Linked DNA regions of Triticum aestivum: region 1 is linked to region 2. A link is a contact called in public Hi-C data. All regions are on one chromosome and are shown on one strand. The core of a region is the stretch at or near the end of the contact, and the rest is flanking DNA. Distances in the headings are between cores, read along the strand shown. Region 1 holds the start of LOC123045074 (protein HGV2). Region 2 holds the start of LOC123045071.

Region 1 (6,618 bases), core at 2,648-5,147, 510 kb before region 2:
AAATTGCCACTTCAATAATAAACAATATCTTCATTATAAACCTGAAAGCAGCGAGTCCAATAAATAGCCTGATGTGATGGCACCACAAATTATCAATCTAATACTGAAATAGTAAAGGACTCAAAGTTCCACAAGTTCCTCAGGTTAATTATTGGTGCAATGTTGATGTTATCCATTGTCATGTAGGTAGGTTTAGTTTGGACACGGCATCGCTACTTATGGACCAAACGATAAGATTGGATACAAATTCCAAAACTGTGAGCTTCACCCTTGCTCTTCTCCTCATGTCAAAAGTAATTACTAAAAAATGTCAAAGCAAGAGGTTGCAAAATAAAATGTAGCCAAGTTCTATTATTAGAAAAGAAACACAGCATGAGTGTTATTAGTTTGTGATGCCTGATAGAAAAATAACTTTCAAAAAGGTACTGCTGCCAAAAAACCTTGATGGCTAAAGTATGGTGCTTGTGCATGAGGGCAGGTGTCCGGGTCTGCAGCAGCTTGGCAGGGGGGGGTGGGGGGTGGGGGGAGAACATGAAACATGGAGGACATCACATGAGAAGTTCTTACCACTATGGAGATAATATTGGTCAGGCAGCTAAACCCATCATCAAAATGGTAGTCAGGTGGCAAACAGCAACTGTGAGCTTCTTCCGAACACGAAACAATCTCCAAAAAGGCAAGGGGATGAAACAGGTAAATATGAATTATCTCTTAATAACATTTTACTAAAGTATAGATACAAATGTGCATGAGTTTGAATTCAACAAAATATAAGAATAAGATACAAGGCAAAAATTAAGTATGGTACAGAATATCTCAATAAAAATATACAAGACCTGTAGGTTTCAAGGAAAGCATGTGTAGCTCAGTTTTCTATTCTAATTACTGACTGAAACTCACTCTGTTGGTCGCATGATTGGCACACTCGAGCTGCTACACGAGACATCTTACAATACGGACTACATTTATGTGCTACTGGTTACTTGCAAGTTTGGTGCGTTAATTCTAATCCGGTAAACCCTAAAACCAAACATCAGAGCGACCGATGAATGGCTCAGGGAAATCCAACTAAGAACTACTGTAGTAGAGAGATAAACAGTCAAAAGGGACCAAAAACTAAGCAACTGAAGTCTGAAGCAATACCTGATCCCATGCGCGCCCTTGCTCCCCATCATCCACCTCGTCGTCGTCCCATCCTCGAATTGCCTTGTTTACCTAATACCAAACAAAAATCCTCAAAACAATCATGGGAAGACGGGAGCGGAAAACGTAAAGCAGCAGTAAATCAAATCATCGAATCGAAGCTAGAGGATTACCCGGGAGAGCGCGACGAGTATGCGCCGCTCTTCCTCCCGCGTGAGCTGCGGCCGCCGCGTCGCCAGCGGTTCGGGTTCCTGCAGAGGAGGGAGGACAGAGCAAGCGGCGTGAGAGGCTAGCTGGGAGGCCGCGGTTACCAGATACGAGCGCCCGGCGTTGCTTACGAGGTGGGGAAGGAGGGAGTCGGCGACGAGGTCGCAGAGGCGCGCGAGCTGCTGCCTCTCCTGCCACCGCGGCCGTTGTGCCATTTCCTCGCCGTGGGTCTGATTCGAATCGATGGCTTCGATAGGGGGATACCGTCTCCACCAGCTGAAATCCTAGGTCAGTCTACCGCTTTGAGGAGAATAGCGTTTTTTTTTCCTTCTAAATCAAACCTGCTTTGTGGGCCAGTTTTTTTGGATACAACAATGTTATAGGACTTTTTTTCGCGAGAAAATGCCATAGGATAATTGAACCCGTAGGCACAAAACAGGCCACTCTAGAAAAATGACAGATTACAACTACGACTATATCATTACCATATCCACTCTTCATTTATCCTAATTTGCAAACTGATTGAAATGGATACACTACATTTTTCTAATTATTGTGCACTTTTTTTTTACTAATATCATTCTTTTGCTATTATCCCATGAGGACATGGTCTACAAATTCTCTTCTTAATGGAATAGAGATTCCTATTTCTAGTATTCTCATAAGAACATCTACAAATAAGTCATTTGAATTGTAAATTTTATTATTCTAGAGTTTTTTAATAAGTTATATGAAATCTTGCTAAGTGCATCATTCAGGTTCTTCGTCTATACTCACTCCATATATATAACATAAGCAACAACACTGGATTTACATATTACTGAAACTAGTTGGTGCCCACGCGTTGTCGTAGGTGGTTCATCAGTAACAAAGAAAAATGCTACATATTAGAAAAATGGATTGAGCATCAAAGAAAACAAATGCAAAAAAAATAACTAATCAATTGACAGAAAAATGTAAGCTTGGAACTTGCTGATGTAAAAGTTCGTGCTTAATAAAAAATAAAAGTATTTTGGATTCGAAATGCCACATCTGTAAAATTATAAAGCATGCCCTATAAAGATGTGATCCAGTGCAAAGGAAGGTGGGATGTGACTTGTGAGTCATTACAATTGTGTTTCACAAGGCATCAATCTAGATAACCAATTAAACTCAATAGTTTTGAATACTCAATGGAGAATTTTTCGCACATAATCATCAAAAGGAGTGCATGTACACAGAAGAACTATCACACAGATCATCCTAGAGTTGATATTTGTTGGTTCAAAAGTATCGTCTGTCTCTCATTGCAAACATGATCTCATACATAAACAAAGCACTAGTGCGGCAGTGCCCTATAATGCAGAACTCTTTTCTTTTATTCAAGGGTGTTTAAGCTTCCACATTCACGACACTATTGAGTAAGCAAAAAACCATATTCAGTTAACATATGGGTAGGTTACCTACCCAAACTTGTCGGATGCTTGTACAACAAATCCAGCTGAAGGTGTGAAGCACTAAATCCTTGTCATGCCATGACTTGTCTGAAATTTTGAACAATAACACATCCTAAGAAAACAACATACCATTTTAGGCTAAAGAAACAACATGTTGAAACATAAGAAACGAGGAGCTTTATTCTCGCAGATTCATATTCGCCTTATGATGCTGTTGTCGGAAGAAGGTATCTCACATATTCGAAATCCCGAATTTCCACCGAAAAAGACTAGTGTAACTCAAGAAGTAGGAGGTTTGAGGCTGACATCAATATGTCAAATTTTAATCGAACGTTTACACTGTGATGGGATGAAGTAAATCGAGCGACTTCAAACATAGCAAGGGAACTAAAGGCAAGCGTAAATGCTTAGTTGTTTTATCAATTTCTTTCACGAAAGCTTCGTTTGCTTCTTATGCATTTGTGCTAGTGGGGCCCAACGGGGCATGAAGCAACGAAAGGTTGCGTGTGTGACATTGGTAGATGGGTTGTTTTCGGTTGTGGGTGGGATGGAGCAGTTCATGAGCCATGTGTGTTATTTAATCCATGCAAATATGAAGTAAAGAGATTGACGAGCAGTGCTTTATATCGCCTTCAGTGAGCGCTAAAGGTGGCTCGCGTTTACCTTGGCGTACCTCCCGCGCCAGCGAGCACTCGCTTACATGGGCCTCGCCCGACCAATAATAAGTGCCCCCCCCCCCAAGCCAACGTGTGCGCACTGTACATGTCCTAAATAAACTCACCATATCTTTTTTTGTGAGGGAAGAAATTTCATCAAAATTCTCTAATTATGAAAATGGCGCACATGCGACGTGTCACTTGTAACAACGGGAGGAGTAGTAGAAAAATTAACTTTGCATCTTTTTAGCACATACGTTTACACTCTGGGCCCTAAAAGCCCAGTTTTGCAAGACCAAATGAGCCCAGACTCCGAAAAGCTAACCCCCCCAGCCCCCCGGCGGATCCCTCACGTCACCCAGAATTGGCGCTGCGTCTCCCCGAAACATTCCCCATTTCATTGCCCCTTCTCCCGCTCCCTCCCTCCTCACCACCCGCAGCTTCCGCCGCCGACAGGGAACGATACAACCACCCCCCCCCCCCCCCCCCCCCCCCGCGCCCCGCGCCGCCGCTGCCCATGGACTCGTCCTCCGAGAACTTCGTGGCGCCGGTAGACGAGCGCCAGGACCCACCGCTCCCGAACCCTAGCGAGGAGGAGGCGGGCGGTGAGGAGAAAGAGGGGGGAGAGGAGAAAACCCTAGAGCGGGCGGAGGAGCTGTTTGACAAGGGGTCCAAAGCCATCGAGGAGGGGGACTTCGTAGTCGCCGTCGACTGCCTCAGCCGCGCCCTCGAGATCAGGTTAGGGTTCCTCCCACCCACCGATCCGACTCCTAGCCCGGCGGAAATTCCCCCATGGATGTATCATGTGCTTAATGTCTATTTAGTTCATTGCTCTTCTGGGCTAGTTACTTCGGCGGTAGGTCTGTCGAGCTTTTGGTTTATGTAGTTTGGTGGGTGGTTTTACCAGGGTTTAAGAGATTCTACAGGAAGGTGGTCACCAGTTGTGGTATTTACATTTATGTGTTCAGCGGGGAGCGCAATGCGATGTGAGAGATGATTATTCGGTCCAATGAGCCTACTCTTATTTGGCAGCAATTATATGGATTTTCCCAGTTTGTTGTGATGTGCCATGTGTGAGTTGTGATGAGAACATCTTCGGGAATAGGTATTATCCATAGGAATGTCTATATGCCTCTCTAGTACCTGCTAGTGCTTCTGACCGGCACTATTAGTCATTGCAAACAAGCAAAATTGCACATAGTTAGCAGCTTGCGAGAACATTCACCTACTGGAAACTGATTAGATGTGTTTAGATTCAGCTTGTACTTGCAGTGTTTTATATGTGGTTTGTCCTGTTGGTTGCTTTGCTTTGGCCTGAGGCCCCTTGACTGTGAGGTTATGTTGGCAATTGGTGCTTGATGTGTATACTAGGATGAGCATTAAATCTAAGTGTAATTAATTGATGCTTAGGTGCTATCTTATTTGAGAAATGTGTACATGCCTCTTCAGTACTGGTTAGTTACAAATATTTACTGTTATATAGTTTATTCATCCTACTTCAGAATTGTACTTCATAGGCTGTGCAAGCGCCAATCAGTTGTGAACTTTTTATAAAAGACAGTCAATAGAGAGCATAATTAGCACTTTGTGTCATTAAAATGGTTGATGGAACCATTGTGGTGGTTAGCTCTGGTTAGTCTGTTTCATCTCAGATCACGTTACCGTTCATGTTCTTATGCTGTACCCTTAATACCTGTACAATGATACACTGAAAAAATGTACGGCTTTGTTGTCTTGTCACCAGGGTTGAACGTTATGGAGAACTTGCTTCAGAGTGTGCTAGCACGTATTATAAATATGGATGTGCCTTGCTATACAAATCACAGGAGGAGACCGATCCTTTGGGTAATGTTCCAAAGAGTGCACCAGATGAAGAACCAGAGAAGAGCACAACCAATAAAGATAGTGGAAACTCAAAGGCATCCAGTAGCAACATCGAAGATGATGATCCATCTTCAGACAAAGGTGGTGTTGAAGAAGGTGTGTTGTTATTCCTTTGCCCAAGTAGATTCAGATGCAGTTATAGACCAGAAGACGGACATTAATCTGGACATATTATTATATTAGTAACATTATGGTCATTATGATTTAAGACTTCTTTATATTCCTCTCGTTGTACCGACTGGAGGCTATCCACAATTAGATGTTAATCAGTAATGTGCTCATGTGCTGCAAAATGCTGAGTCTTATTTGGAGGTATGTAGTGTTCATAGTTATTTCTTGAGTTCTCAACTTCTCATCCACTTCATCAAAGTGATTTTGTTAATTGATTAAACGTCTAAAACAAGTTTATGCTATAGCTAGCAGATGATTTCAGAGGTAGTAAAATGTATGCTTTGATTGCTCATTCAAAAGCTTGTTATGGATCAACAATATGTTGTGTGGTTGTCTGCCTGCCTTCTCCTTTTGTCAGATATTTTCCTTCCAGCTTTAAATATTTTATGCCTGCCATTGTTGTCCATACACATGGATGACAATGCCAAATTAGACAGATATGGGTACATGAAACTTTGAATGTGTTGCAGTTAGCCGTCTAAAATTGTGCACTTTGCAAGGCCTTGGTTTTATGCTTTGTAAACCGCCTTTGGCCCTTCCTCCTTAGTCCTTCCTCTGTTTGGGTTCCATATTTGAAGTGGGTTGACCTCCGTGCTTATCTCATGGTTCTTGCAAGTTCCCCTACTTCTGCAGTTGTGCTATGTAAGTTTTGCAAAATGTGAATAATCGCTGTCTCACATTTCCATGAGAATTCTGGTTATTTGCTCATGACTATATATATTGATAAAAAATGATCACATTATGCTGATTGGTTCTATGTATGAATGTATATCATTACTTTAGCTATATTGCTTCTTGCTCTTCTTCCTACCGTGGTAAACACTGACATAGTCATTAATTAGGTGAAAACTCAAATGAGAAAGATCAGGAGGATGTAGATGGTGAGAGTGACAAGGATGGTGATGAGATGGGGGGAGAAGAAGATGATTCTGACTTGGATCTAGCCTGGAAAATGTTAGATATTGCAAGGGCAATAGTGGAGAAGAATCCAGACAACACTATGGAGAAAGTGAAAATCTTTTCTGCTCTAGCTGAAGTCTCCATGGAAAGAGGTAATCTCTGTTATCTTAGTTACTCCTGCAGTAAACTAGTGTGTGGTCTTGATACTCATGGCCCTACAT
Region 2 (6,966 bases), core at 3,984-6,483:
GTTTGAAGGAAACTATAGAACCATCTTAAAAGAATTCATGTTGACAGTACTTAATATTCAGGAGATCTATTGGAAACAAAGAGGTAAAATAAAAGGAGTTAAGTTTGGGGATGAGAACACAAAAATCTTTCATACTAAGGCCTCAATCAATCACAGACATAATAAAATTGCCATGTTACTGAATGAGGATCAAGTGGAAATTATTGACCATGAAGGAAAAGCTGCAATTCTTTGGGAGGCTTCTAAAAAAAGATTGGGACAATTAATGGTCATACAATGCACTTTGATTTGAATGATCTATATGAACAAAGAGTGGAGCCTGAGGTTTTCCAGGATCTTGAGAAGCCTTTTACACAGGAGGAAATTGATGATCTGGTAAAAAAACTTCCTACAGACAAATCTCCAGGTACTGATGGGTTTAACAATGAGTTCATTAAAGCCTGTTGGGACATCATTAAAATGGATATCACTGAGCTTATCATGGCTTTTCATGCCCGTAATGTAAATCTTGAAAGCATCAACACATCCTTCATTACCCCGATCCCAAAAAAGGAAGTGCTAGTTTCCCCTAATGACTTCAGACTAATTTCTTTGCTAAATGGAGTTCTTAAGATAATTACCAAGTTGTTGGCCAATAGATTGCAAAGAGTTATTCTTCAAATGGTACACATTAACCAATATGGAATCCTCAAGAATAGAGTGATCCAAGATTGTCTTGGCCGGGCGTATGAATATATCCATCAATGTCACAAATCAAAAGAAGAGATGTTAGTATTAAACTGGATTTTGAGAAAGCTTTTGACACTATTGAGCATCAAGCTATTATTGATATACTGAAAGCAAAGGGATTTGGAGAAAAGTGGATTTCCTAGATGCAATTACTTTTCACATCAGCCTCATCAGCTGTGATGTTGAATGGAGTTCCTGGCAAAAAATTCTACTGTAGAAGAGGAGTTAGACAGGGTGATCCATTATCTCCATTAATTTTTGTATTGGCTGCAGATCTGCTACAATCAATACTTAATAAGGCCATGAGACTGGGTCTTATTACTTCACCACTTCAAGTCAACTCTTTTCCAGATTTTCCAATAGTACAATATGCAGATGATACCCTGATTCTCATGCAAGCAAATGCAAGATAGCTGATATACCTCAAAGATCTATTAAACACATTTGCCTCAACCACTGGACTAAAAGTCAATTATGGGAAATCAATCATGGTACTCATAAACATTGCAAAAGACAGAGTAAGCATTTTCACTAACACGCTACAATGTGCCAGAGGACAATTTCCTTTTACTTACTTGGTCCTTCCTCTGGGAATTTATAAACCAGCTGTAGAACAATGTTTGCCTCTAGTCAACAGAATTGCTAAGAGATTATCTGGTATCTCTACCTTTATGACTCAGGTAGGTAGATTGCTACTAGTCAAATCAGTGCTTGCATCATTATCAATTTTCTTCATGTGTTGTTTGGACATACCTATCACCATCGAGAAGCAGATCATTAAGTATTTGAGGCATTGTCTCTGGAGAATGCCTGACTTGGAATACCACGGACTAGCACTAGTGGCTTGGCACACAGTTTGCAGGCCCAAAAGTCAAGGAGGTTTGGGAGTCATTGATATCTACACATAAAACAATACTTTGCTCATGAAAAACCTTCATAAGTTCTTCAATAGGCATGGCATACCATGGGATAACCTAATTTGGGAGACATATTATAGTAATGGGAAACTTCCAGGAGATCATAAGGTGGGCTCTTTCTGGTGGAGATCAAACTTAGCACTCGTAGATCATTTCAAAGCCATAGCCAGATGATGTGGGGGATGGTAAAAGTGCCTTGTTCTGGGATGACATGTGGCACCAATTTGTCCTTAAACACAAGTTCCATCACCTTCATACCTTTGTTAGAAATCCACACTTAAATGTCCATCAAGTAATCAACACTGAATATCTTCAAGACCTCTTCTATCTACCACTGACAACACAAGCATATGAGGAATTCTTGGAAATGGAAAATATATGCATTACATTAAGACAGTCTGATTACTTGGACTTGATGGACACATGGAACTATATATGGGGAAATGAATTCTACTCTTCCATTAAAGCCTACAATGTACTGATTGGACACAAACAAACACCACCACACTTCAACTTGATCTGGAGGAGCTCCTGTTAGCCCAAACACAAAGTGTTCTTTTGGATGTTGTTACATGATAGAGTTAACACAAGGAACATGTTAAGAAGAAAAAGCTTTGAACTTGAAGCATACAACTATGCAGTGAGGGATTGTCAGCAGGAAGAAACACTACAACATCTCTTTTGGGGATGCCCTGCCATTCAGTGATGGGATTTCATCTGTCCAATAAGAACACATAATTTGTCAGTGTTAGAAGCATATCAAGACCTAAAAGACAAGCTCAATTACCCCCTTTTTATGGAGATTATCATTCTAGGGCCATGGACTATTTGGATATCCATGAATAATAAGATATTTGAGAATATAACTCCCTCATTTCAGGGCTGGAAATTCATTTTTGAGGAGGAGCTCAAGCTGCTAAAATACAGGATGAAGAGAAAACATGTCTTTCAGTTCCCTGCTTGGTTGGAGGCATTGTTGTAATTGCTTCTTTAGTAGTAGTATAGATTTTGTTTATAGCTTTATTAGTTCTTTTTGCTTGTTAGTTTTTTCTTAGCTTTTTAAGTTTTCTTTCTTTTTTTCTTTTTCTTTTATTTTCTTTCCTTCTTCTTTTGTATTTTGTTTTTGGGCTTACCTCAAGCCTATCAAACAGGTTTTTTTGTTCTCTATTTCTTAATTAATAAAAGTTGTAGTAGGGTTTTATCCTACTGTTTATAGTAAAAAAATAACAACTTTATTATTGCCTCTAGGGCATCTTTCCAACAGTCTCCCACTTGCACTAGTCAACAATCTAGTATTAGATGGTAATGAACCTAACACCCATAGAGTTCTGGTGGTGGTCATGTTTTGTCCATGGAAGAGGTTTAGTTAACGGATCTGCAACATTCAGATCCGTATGTACTTTGCAAATGTTTATGTCCTCCTCTTTGACTGCATCATGGATGGAGTTGAAGCGTCGCTTTATGTGGCTGGTCCTCTTGTGAAACCTTGGTTCCTTAGCTAGAGCAATGACACCAGTTTGCTAGGCAAATGTGTTTAATAGAGCTTTGAGGTATATCAGCTATCTTGCGTTTGCTTGCATGAGAACCAGGGTATCATCTGCATACTACACTACTGGAAAATCTAGAAAAGAGTTGACTTGAAGTGGTGAAGTAATAAGACCCAGTCTCATGGCCTTATTAAGTATTGATTGTAGCAGATCAGCAACCAATACAAAAATTAATGAAGACAGTGGATCACCCTGTCTAACTCTTCTTCTACAATAGAATTTTTTTGTGAGGAACTCCATTCAACATCACAGCTGATGAGGCTGATGTGAAAAGTAATTGCATCCAGGAAGTCTACCTTTCTCCAAATCCCTTTGCTATGAGTATATCAATAATAGCTTGATGCTCAATAGTGTCAAAAGCTTTCTCAAAATCCAGTTTAATTACTAGCATCTGTTCTTTTGATTTGTGACATCGATGGATATATTCATATGCCCAACCAAGACAGTCCTGGATCACTCTGTTCTTGAGGAATCCATATTGGTTAATGTGTACCATTTGAAGAATAACTCTTTGCAATCTATTGGCCAACAACTTGGTAATTATCTTAAGAACTCCATTTAGCAAAGAAATCGGTCTGAAGTCATTAGGGGAAACTGGCACTTCCTTTTTTGGGATCAGGGTAATGAAGGATGTGTTGATGCTTTCAAGATTTACATTACCAGCATGAAAAGCCATGATAAGCTCAGTGATATCCATTTTAATGATGTCCCAACAAGCTTTAATGAACTCATTTTAAAATCCATCAATGCCTGGAGATTTGTCTATAGGAAGGTTTTTTTACCACATCATCAATTTCCTCCTATGTAAAAGGCTTCTCAAGATCTTGGAAAACCTCAGGCTCCACTCTTTGTTGACAAACCACGTCGCAAAACTTGGTGACGCTAGTCTGGATAGTGTGTCAGTAGTACGACAACGACCTCACGTTGCAATGTTGAATGATCTACACGTCGTAGGGTGCAACGTGCTTTCGTGCGTGAAACATTTCATGCACTTGCTACCAGAAGGCCTCTCCTTTGCTCATGCCTACGAAATTCGCGGATACGTCCAATCACGCATCTCACAACAACTCGTCCTCCATGATCGAGTAGCTCACCATCCTTCATACTCTAAAAAACGACATAACATTTGAAAATAAGGTCAATGACATTTGACCGAAGACTTGCCGGGCATGGTGTCCGCCATGGAGGTCGTCAACAGGGGGCGGAGTGTACCTAGGTACAAAAGGTTACAGGGTGGACAACTCTGTTGTAAAGGCGAGAAGGCCCGTCGGTGCGACTTGTGGACGTCCAACAATGCCTCTGTGGCGGCTGGTGACGTACAACAACGGCGGCAGAGGTGGAGGGTGTGGATGCAAAGTAAGGGGGAGAAGGAGCGGAGTGGAAGACAATAGGATCGGGAAGGGGGATTGGGTGGGCCGGGGGTGTCAGAGTCCTACATGTCTGCTGTCCGGACTCGTGTAAAGTTCCCCCACCTTGTCTCCAATTTACGGGAGAAAACACGTCTGAACCGCCCCGCGGACCGATGCGGACCCGATTTAGATGACTTCCGCGGTCCGGACGGGTACAAGCGGTTTACGGATCCGGCTTGAAGATGCCCTTAGTGACACTCAGAATTCTCCAAAACTAAGCCTGCTTAATTATTCTCATTTTCTTTGTAAGAACCTTTGTATTTGTTTTCTCGTGATTAATTTATAGGCAACTTAATCTACCAATTTCTTCAAATAGCGCGAATCAATTTGTAATTGAATGAGTATCCTCAGTTCACGAGGTTTAAATCCTGATGCTTGTATTATTTTAGATAAAAATACTCAAACTAGCGTCGGCAGGCGGTGGTGGGTACGTGAAGAAAGATCTGAAAAAAAAGAGAGAAAGGAGAGCACCGGCTGGGGTCTAGAGGAGAAGAGAAGGAACGAGTGGTGGAGAAATCGCGGTGGAAAGACAAGGTTTGACCCCAGCCAAAAGCGGTGCGTGGGGCTGCGGTGCGTGTCACGCACGCGTGTCACCGCGCGAGATTAGGCCGTTCGGTGGGCCGGTGTACATCATTTATACCAATCCCAATCCCCAACCAAAGCCCCAAGCCCGCACCGCACCGCACCATGACTCCGCCGCCGCAGCCGCAGCCGCAGCCGAGCCATGACTCGCTGCCGGCGCTGCCCGATGACCTCATCGTCGAGATCCTCCTCCGACTGCCGCCTGACGAGCCGGAGTATCTCTTCCGCGCCTCCCTCGTCTGCAAGCTCTGGGGCAACCTCCTCTCCGGCCGCGCCTTCCGCCGCCGCTACCGCGAATTCCATCAAGCACTTCCCGTGCTGGGATTCTTTCGTAACCTGTCCGGCCTAGCCCGCTTCGTCCCCACTACGGCATTCCGCCCTCCCGACTCCGGCAAAAGCTTCGCCTTCGATTGCCGCCATGGCCGCGTCCTCCTGAGCGACCGCAGCTTCCCGGATTCCTTTACCCTCTGGGACCCCATGACCAACGAGAAGCAGCGCGTGCGCCACCCCGCCATCCGGGGGAGTTGCTACAACGCGGGGGTGTTCTGCGCCACGCCCGGCTGCGACCACTTTGACTGCCATGGGGGTCCTTTCCTGGTGGCCTTCGTCGGCACGGACCCCGACGACGACGGCGCGCGCGCCTGCCTCTACTCTTCAGAGACCGGTGTGTGGAGCTCGCCGTCCTATGTTGAGTTCGGTTATGAGCTCGATTCCTATGTCGACTCGATGCCCCCCGTCATGGTGGGAGACGCTCTCTACTTCACCTGTGGGACCGGCAGCCTGATCCTGCGCTACAACTTGGCCGGCGATCGGGGCCTATCAGTGATCGATGCCATGGACGTTTACGAGGGTGGGGATAACCAGGATGGGGGTGGCGTTGTCATCATGCCAGTGGAAAATGGTGGACTTGGGCTCGCTGTCCTTAACATGTTCACCCTCTACCTGTGGGTGCTGAAGACGGGTCCTGGCAGAGCCGCGCGGTGGAAAAAAAGTGGGGTCATCAAGCTCGATATGCTCTCCATTGGCGACCCAAGGCACTCACTGTGTCTGCTGTCCGCCTTTGCCAAGGGCCGCGCTTCCGATGTCATTTTCGTCAGCACGCATGCTGGTGTCTTCATGATCGAGCTCAAGTCGGAGCAAGTGACCAAGGTGTGCGAGAAGGGATTGTTCAATGTCTTTCCTTACATGAGCTTCTGTACTCCAGGTACTATCCTCAACCTTACCAAGTTCTATACGATTGAACTTTGTGGACATTCCCCCGCAAATAAAAATAAAAAAAGTTTGTGGACATTCAGTCATAATGGAATATATATAGAACTGAGTTTGCAATTTGTAAGATTTACCTAGGCAATCGTCGATACATATATTGTGTTGATGTGCTCTATTGCTCTGTCTCCTTATTTTCTTTTTGATGGCACTGCAATTTTTATATCTCAAAAAAAAATGTTATGAACAAAAGGCTTGAGATAAGCCACAAAATAGGAAAACTGCATATCTATATGTAATCCAAACAAGCAAAGCAAAGCAATATTACATGATCAGCTATTCTTGCAGCCATGACTTAACAAACTCTGCCCATTGTTGCCATTTAAATAAAGGCGCCACGGTCAATGTTATCATTGCTGGTGTAACACATCATGCTACAACAGGGGCGGTCTGAAGTGAAACTGATGGCATGGCGACCCAAGGATGTGGCAACAGAGAAAATTTCTTTAACATTGCAAATCAAAGGCGACAAAATAAGCTTTTTTTGAAAAAGTTAATACAACAAACTAGTCGACA

What was found. Hi-C and Micro-C count contacts between places; a contact is called where the count stands out from the background.
Region 1: a Hi-C map of leaf shows a contact between it and region 2, with 5 times the contacts expected there. The contact joins the promoter of LOC123045074 here to the promoter of LOC123045071 in region 2. A contact is called at or near these places in 2 of 5 Hi-C or Micro-C datasets (both in leaf).

What each region holds. Positions count from the first base shown.
Region 1 is chr2B:391,223,328-391,229,945 of IWGSC CS RefSeq v2.1, reverse strand. It overlaps LOC123045074 (protein HGV2), which reads left to right and starts at 3,897. Exons shown (of 6, transcript XM_044467997.1): 1 at 3,897-4,180; 2 at 5,187-5,422; 3 at 6,340-6,549. The coding sequence starts at 3,960. It overlaps LOC123045075, which reads right to left and starts at 1,643. Exons shown (of 12, transcript XM_044467998.1): 1 at 1,482-1,643; 2 at 1,317-1,394; 3 at 1,144-1,215; 4 at 568-666. The coding sequence starts at 1,565.
Region 2 is chr2B:390,717,161-390,724,126 of IWGSC CS RefSeq v2.1, reverse strand. LOC123045071 reads left to right here and starts at 5,233. Exons shown (of 2, transcript XM_044467996.1): 1 at 5,233-6,388. The coding sequence starts at 5,290.